2 separate regions of the Mus musculus genome follow, and region 1 is linked to region 2. Evidence: chromatin contacts called from public Hi-C data. All regions are on one chromosome and are shown on one strand. Each heading gives the region's core, a stretch centred on a gene start, on an enhancer-like site or on the middle of the called end of the contact. The rest is flanking DNA. Distances are from core to core; before and after follow the strand shown.

Region 1 (3,109 bases), core at 62-2,561, 230 kb before region 2:
AGCCAGGTGATGGGAGACAGTCAGGGGTTGACATCCATTCAACAACTCACATCAGGGATAGGCCCATTGGTGGGACTTCTCCTATTATCCTTCCGATTCCTCCCTCCCATTGCTTTCTACTGGCTCTGGAAAGCTCAGAATGGGAGACTAGTAAAGGAGAGACCCATGTGACGTGAGGAGTTGTGGGGGAATGGAGAAAGAAAAGAGAGAGTGATGCCAAATTAGGTTCCATTCTGTTTCCAGGCTGTGTCCTATAAAAATAGTTACCTCTTCTGCTGCTTGCTGGTCCCGTAAGGCAATCACATTCCTAATGAGTGTGTTAAAAAAGCCATTCAGTTCATCTCGGTTCTTATTGGGCAGAATCCGGGCCAATGGGACCATTATGGATGGAAATGATACTTGAAAGAGAAAAACAAAAGTAGCGTTGAAGGGGGAGTGATAATGAAGCAGGGCTATTAGACTCCTGTGGCTGGGAAGCAAGCACCAGCCTTGAATCAGAGCCACTTGGGAGGCCTGTCTTCCCTGTGGACTTGGCGCTTCTCAGAGTGGGGCTTGATCTGACTCTAGCTTTCTGTTCCATTCCCTGTACATCATAAGCAATCATTAAATGCCTGTGCAATAAAGTAAGTCCTCGTGTGTACCTGGCCTTACAAACCCACTTTTACACTTAGAAATTCTTATCTCCAACCTTAGAGGGGGAAGTGTCTTTGCAGTTCATCAGGACAGAATGGGTAACTGGCTGTGTGCCAAGCCGTCACAGGGGCATAGCAGACCATCTACTTTATTGACTTTCTGGTCATTTGTATTTGTCTTTATCTGGATAAATGTCCCCACAACAGCCATCTGAATTGTCCCTAAAACATGTTGTTGCAGCTGCTGACAAGGACACTGGCTTCATCTATTGTGGATATTCCCCTGCCATGCAATATGCAGCCTGGGTTCTTAGGAGAAGGCTCCCAGGATCAGGACACTTAATATTTCCCTAGGAGATGTTCTGAGCCCAGGGATGAGGCCTTGCCACAGGGGCATGTGACTCTACTGACTCTCAGCCTGCCAAGCTGCACATAACCTTTTGTGTTGAGTCAGGCTGGAGACAGGAGATCCCAGAGCTCATACACCTCTGTTTAAAAGTGTAGAGAGCAGGGGCCTTGTTAGTGGAAGGCCTGTCTATAATTGAAAGTCCATAGGTGGGGCAGCCTTAGCCCCAGCAGACCTCCTGGACACAAAGAGGCTGCGTGACTCCACACAAATGCCTACAGGTTTCAGTGTGCTGATGTTAGAGGTTACAGGGCTTCCTGCTGAAACTGGCTCAGAGATAAGAAGAAAAGCAAGCAAATGGTCCATGATTCTAATACTCAGGAGAGTGAGGCAAGAGGGGGTGTTAATTGGAGATAAGAGAAGGTTGTATAACAAGACCCTGTCTTGAAAAAGGAAGGGGAGAGGAGGAAGAGAAACAAAAGAGGAAAGATGAGGAGGAAGATGAAGAGAGCTAGGAGGAAGAAAGGGGGGAGGAGGGAGAGGAGGAGGAGGAGGAGGAGGAGGAGGAGGAGAAGGAGGAAGAATGAAGCTGGCCAAGAAGTGACTAGACTATGCCAATATATCAGAGAGGCAGGGAAGAGCTCAACAATACAGTAACAGCAACACACTGTTTCCACAAAAGCAAGTAGATTCCAGAACTAGCTGGAAGGCAAAGACTCCCTTGTAAAATTAATCCAATGGTCTAGTCTTGTTAACATGAAGCCTCCTTCCAGTGACCCATCTGTTGATTTCATGTTTAGGAGTTGTTGGCTTCTGGTAGAGAAGTCCTCAGAAGAGGGTTTTGAGTGATGGGACAAAAACCAACTAACGAACCAACCAACCAACCAACCAACCAACCAACCAACCAACCAACCAACCCTAGGAAATGAGAGACTTTGGGTTCAAGTCTTGACTGCCTTTTTATGTATCAGTTTTCCTTTCTCATTAGGATTATCAAACAGGATCCAGGGTTACCTGTGTTGGTGATAAATCACCCCAGATTGTGACAAGAGAATTCTAGTGGCTCTAGGGAGATAAAGTTCCTGAGGGATGTCTCAGAGAGAACATCCTGGGACCATTCCTGGTGGAAGGGACTCAACCCTGCAAGCTGTCCTATGGGTGGTGATCTGGCCTCACTACCTTGGGTAGGGGCTGCACTTACAGATTAATACCAGGAGAGGCCTGGGGATACAGAAGGTGGAAGCACGCCGGCAGTGTTGCACAAAGGGATCTTCTGGAGAATTCTGGGAGTCCACCTGGGTGCCAAAGGCCACACTGGCCACCACATCTATGGTGTAACAGCAGTAACACCTGTGGACATAGAAATGCGGACAATTGAAAGATGCTGGATTGCCCTTCCCACAGCATACCCCTCCTGAGGTAGTGGAAGGGACACTTCCTGGATGAGCAGCAATAGCAGAATATGATTGGAGGCTTTATCAAGGAGCTTATGGAAGAGAAGGTGAGGGCAGGACATCACTAACTCAGGCCTTAGAACAGAGTTGAACACTAAGGCACATATCTTCCAGTGGGAGGACGCCTTCCTGTGAAGGGAAATAGGAGCCCTAAAGCCTAGGGGCTTTAGCCCCTATGCACACATAGCCCATCTCAGGCCAGAATCTAATGATTAATTAATAGCTCTCAAATTGGCATTGATGAATCAATCTCATTAGCTTGTTTTATTAGCTACCCTCCATTTTTCCTTCTAATGATTTGGCTGCCCTGAGTACACTCTGCCTTTCCTGTGCTGGGACTAAAGATATGTGTCACGATACCTGATGCTTTTGCCATTTTAAAAGGTGCAACAAGGGCTGGGAGATGGTTAAATGGTTAAGAGCACCAACTGCTCTTCCAGAGGTCCCGTGTTCAATTCCCAGCAACCACATGGTGGCTCCCAACTATCTGTAATAGGATCTGATGTCCTCTTCTGATGTGTCTGAAGACAGCTACAGTGTACTCATATACATTAAATAAATAATAAATAAAAAATAAAAGTGTAACAAAAAAAAAAAACAACCAAAAACAAGGTCTTTTCTTACTCAAATGGATAGTAGACAAACTTTGGGGAAGGCTTACAAGATATATTTAATTT
Region 2 (3,192 bases), core at 568-3,067:
AAAGATGGGACTTCTGCTCGCCTTCCCCATCTGTGACTCTGTGATGCTGAATAGCCTCAGGAAGGGACCGTCACCATTCAAAAGGTAAGGGATGAGGCTAGAGAGGGGAGCAAAAGCTTTGGGGAGTACAGAGCTTCTTTGTAGCTTGGCAGGTCTAGCGTTCAGAGGCCCTGCCTTTGTCTTCTAGGTCTTCAGAGGAAATGGGTGTGTGTGGGCTTTCAGTACAGTACTCAGAAGGTCTCACTTCTGTGGTTTACCATTGAATATACTTGGAACAACAGTAAACATTTGCGAGCACTGACACATGCCAGAGAGGATGTTAGGTACAGTAGGGGCTCAGAGATGAGGGGAAAGTGGCAGATCCTGCTGTGAAGGAACACAGATTCTTGTGGAGGCAAGAGCCTTGCATGTCCCTGTTCAGCTAAGGGACCTAGAGGCTGGGGCAGACACATCTGAGATGACTAGGGGAAGCTTCTATGAGAAGTAGCAGCCTAGGTAGATCCTGTAGGAGGCAGAATTGGCATGCCTGTCCTGTACCCCAGCAGGACCCTCATTGCTAACATCTGCTCACATAATTTCATGTTTATCTGGTCTTGATCAAATAGAAGTCTCTTGAGCCTCGGTGTGGATCTTACGCAGTGCCCTGGTAGCAGTACAGTGCTTATTGTAGGTCCTCAGTGGAAGATATGAGTAAATAAATGAGTGTATGTGTGAGTGAAGGAGGGTATGTGGTGGGTGATAACACTGCTGACATCATTTAGGACTGAACTCTAAAAGGTCTCCACTCCATAGCAAGTAAAATTAGAATCTGGAGTAGTAGCCACATTGTACCTGACCCTGAACACTGGCTCTGCCCTAAATCCAAAGTCTCATCAGGTAGGGGCTGAGACAGGAAAGTCAAGAGCAATTGAGCATCTCCAAGAGAGGCTCCTAGAAGCATCCTCAGCTCGGAATGAAGAAGGAATGCTGGAAGACTACACACAGGGAACTCTAGTCTCCTCCCCATAAGAAAAGAGCTTACCATAGCATACTCAGCTTGGCACATAAACATCCAGGCTACATCCCGTATGCTTCTTGGAAAGTCAGAAATTTTCTAAAGTATGGGAGCTTTTATTGTAGAGATCTTTAAAGGTGTTCTCTGGTGGTGGCAACTACATCCTTAATTTTCGTATAAAGCAAACAAGTTGAATCTGAATTCCCAGAAACAGAGATACTTCCTTTCATAGTGTTCAGCATTCAATAGAGATGTCTTTCAGTCCTGCCTTGTTTACACACATTTTGGTGAGAGAGGAACTAAGGGAAGAAGGGGTGTATACCACTGGGTTTTCCCAGTACATTTTTTGGCTTTAAAATCCAGCATCCTTTGGCTTTGGAAGTAGATTTGTGGTTTGGTTTAATTGTGGGGTGTTGAGCATTTTGAAAATGTACCGCAAACTTTCAAAATCAGCTAATAAAGCCATTTGGAGGGACCAGAAAAACAGGGCCACCTCCTCCCTCCTCCTTCCACCCTCCTCCCTCCTCCCTCTTCTCTCCCTCCCTCCTCTCTCCTCCCCACTCTGTCCACCCTCCTTCCTCCACCTCCACTTAGCCTGTCCTCAGTTTTGCAGCACAAAATTTTATCATCAAAATTGGCCCAAACAAAAACTAAATTTAAATAAAGTTTCAAGTAAGTCAAATAATGCAGCAAGACTGACCCAGTTGAAATTTGCAGGCCGTCAGAGCTGTGTTTATATCAGGAAAGGTGTGTTGCCAGCTCCTGTGTGTAAAATGTGCCTAAAATAGAGATGGAGATTGGCTGTGTCATGCTGTGACTCAGCGTGATTTTATTCTACAGTGAGTTAGTGCCAAAAAAAGGAGAGATGAATACAGTATGACCATGCTCTTTACAGGAAGTTCATGGGGCAGGAAAAACTAGATGCAGTTCCTGTGTAACTTAGTGGCCCCCTGGTCCGGTGACAGTCCTATGGGAGTAGACTTAAAATGATATATTCAGGTCATTCTGCGGAGCCTTGTCTGGCAGGTGGCCACACACCCAAATGCGAAGTTACCTGTAAGATATACCTTGTTCTGGGAGCGGGGAATATAGGAAGCTCAGGTAAATGTGTACATATTAAATGAGACAGGATTCTGTCTTCTGAAAAATTCTGGACCATTTTATCCCGAGAGGTTTGGGTTCTTTTGGGTTTTTTGTTTGTTTGTTTATGACTTTGCTACATTTGAACCATTTAGCAAAGCCATTTTGGTTACCATCACTGACCACTCTTGTTCCTGGGGGCATCGGACACTCATATCTGTCAAGCTCTGTAGTTTTCAGAACACATCCAGCAACCCCTTATAAATGTCATCCTCTCAAAACTCAAGGCACTGTGTAAGGAAGGAGTGAAGTCAGCAAAAGAAACTTAATAAATGGTCCCTACCAGGGGATGACCAGACTTCTTATGGCTTGCTGCCCTGTCTGTGCCCCAGGAGTGTTTGGTAGCTCTCCTATCAAGATCTACGTCTTGCTTGAGCTTCCTGGGCAATAAGGTGCCTTGGGTGTAAATCAGGATCCATGTGTGAAATAGCTATGGGGGTGGAGCAGGGTAGGGCAGCAGCCAGGCAGGCACACAACAAAAACATTGCTGGGGCAGAAGAGGCATTGCCTGGGACTACTTCCCTATGAGACTTCAAAATGCTAAGCCTATGTTCAATTCAGATTAATGATTTTTGGAGGGAGGAGCATTTCTGGAGATTGGTTTTCCTTTGAAAATTCTAGATTCACCTTTTCTTTTCAATCAACTTTTTCCAGTAGACTTTGTTCCCTGGGGAACATGTCCATGTCAAAACGAGTCTTGATAAAAGCACCAAGATGTTAAATATTTATTTTAAGTTAACTGCTCTGCTTCTGAGAGGTTAAAACGCAAATGTGTTTTCATGCAGAGCCTTTCACTAGTCGGCTTAAGCTTCCCAAGCTTTCTCTTTGGCACTGCAGTAAGCCAGCTAACAAACTGCATTCCTGAGATGAGCTGACAAGGGTGCAGAAATGAAGAAATAAACAAAAAGCCATGTTAATTTCAAGCTTCACTAAGAATACAAAAAGTAATATTAACAGTTGCTGAATGACAAATAATGAAATGGCTGGAAATTTTTAATGCTTCTAGCAAGCTTTTATAATCTTTCATGGAATTTTCTCCCTGTCAGGTATAGCACATT

The links. Hi-C and Micro-C count contacts between places; a contact is called where the count stands out from the background.
Region 1: a contact with region 2 is called in a Hi-C map of the HPC-7 cell line, with 1.9 times the contacts expected there. The contact joins two enhancer-like sites. A contact is called at or near these places in 3 of 39 promoter capture datasets (the HPC-7 cell line, cranial neural crest and embryonic stem cells), 2 of 484 Hi-C or Micro-C datasets (the HPC-7 cell line and bone marrow-derived macrophages) and 1 of 115 datasets of contacts at active chromatin or transcription factors (embryonic stem cells).

Annotation. Positions count from the first base shown.
Region 1 is chr6:39,020,258-39,023,366 of GRCm38.p6, reverse strand. It overlaps Tbxas1 (thromboxane A synthase 1, platelet), which reads right to left. Exons shown (of 13, transcript NM_011539.3): 7 at 2,180-2,328; 8 at 268-398. Among named protein-coding and RNA genes, the nearest start is that of Gm23010, 8.1 kb to the right of the region's middle. Within about 2 kb of position 1,311, at least 7 of the 459 cell types and tissues checked have an H3K27ac peak or open chromatin away from gene starts, as enhancers often do. A contact at or near this core is called in the HPC-7 cell line, where this site is marked.
Region 2 is chr6:38,786,671-38,789,862 of GRCm38.p6, reverse strand. The region is part of intron 2 of Hipk2 (homeodomain interacting protein kinase 2); the gene reads left to right. It overlaps 4930502C15Rik (a long non-coding RNA gene), which reads right to left. Exons shown (of 4, transcript XR_003956279.1): 4 at 1-3,192. Among named protein-coding and RNA genes, the nearest start is that of 4930502C15Rik, 51 kb to the right of the region's middle. Within about 2 kb of position 1,817, at least 55 of the 459 cell types and tissues checked have an H3K27ac peak or open chromatin away from gene starts, as enhancers often do. A contact at or near this core is called in the HPC-7 cell line, where this site is marked.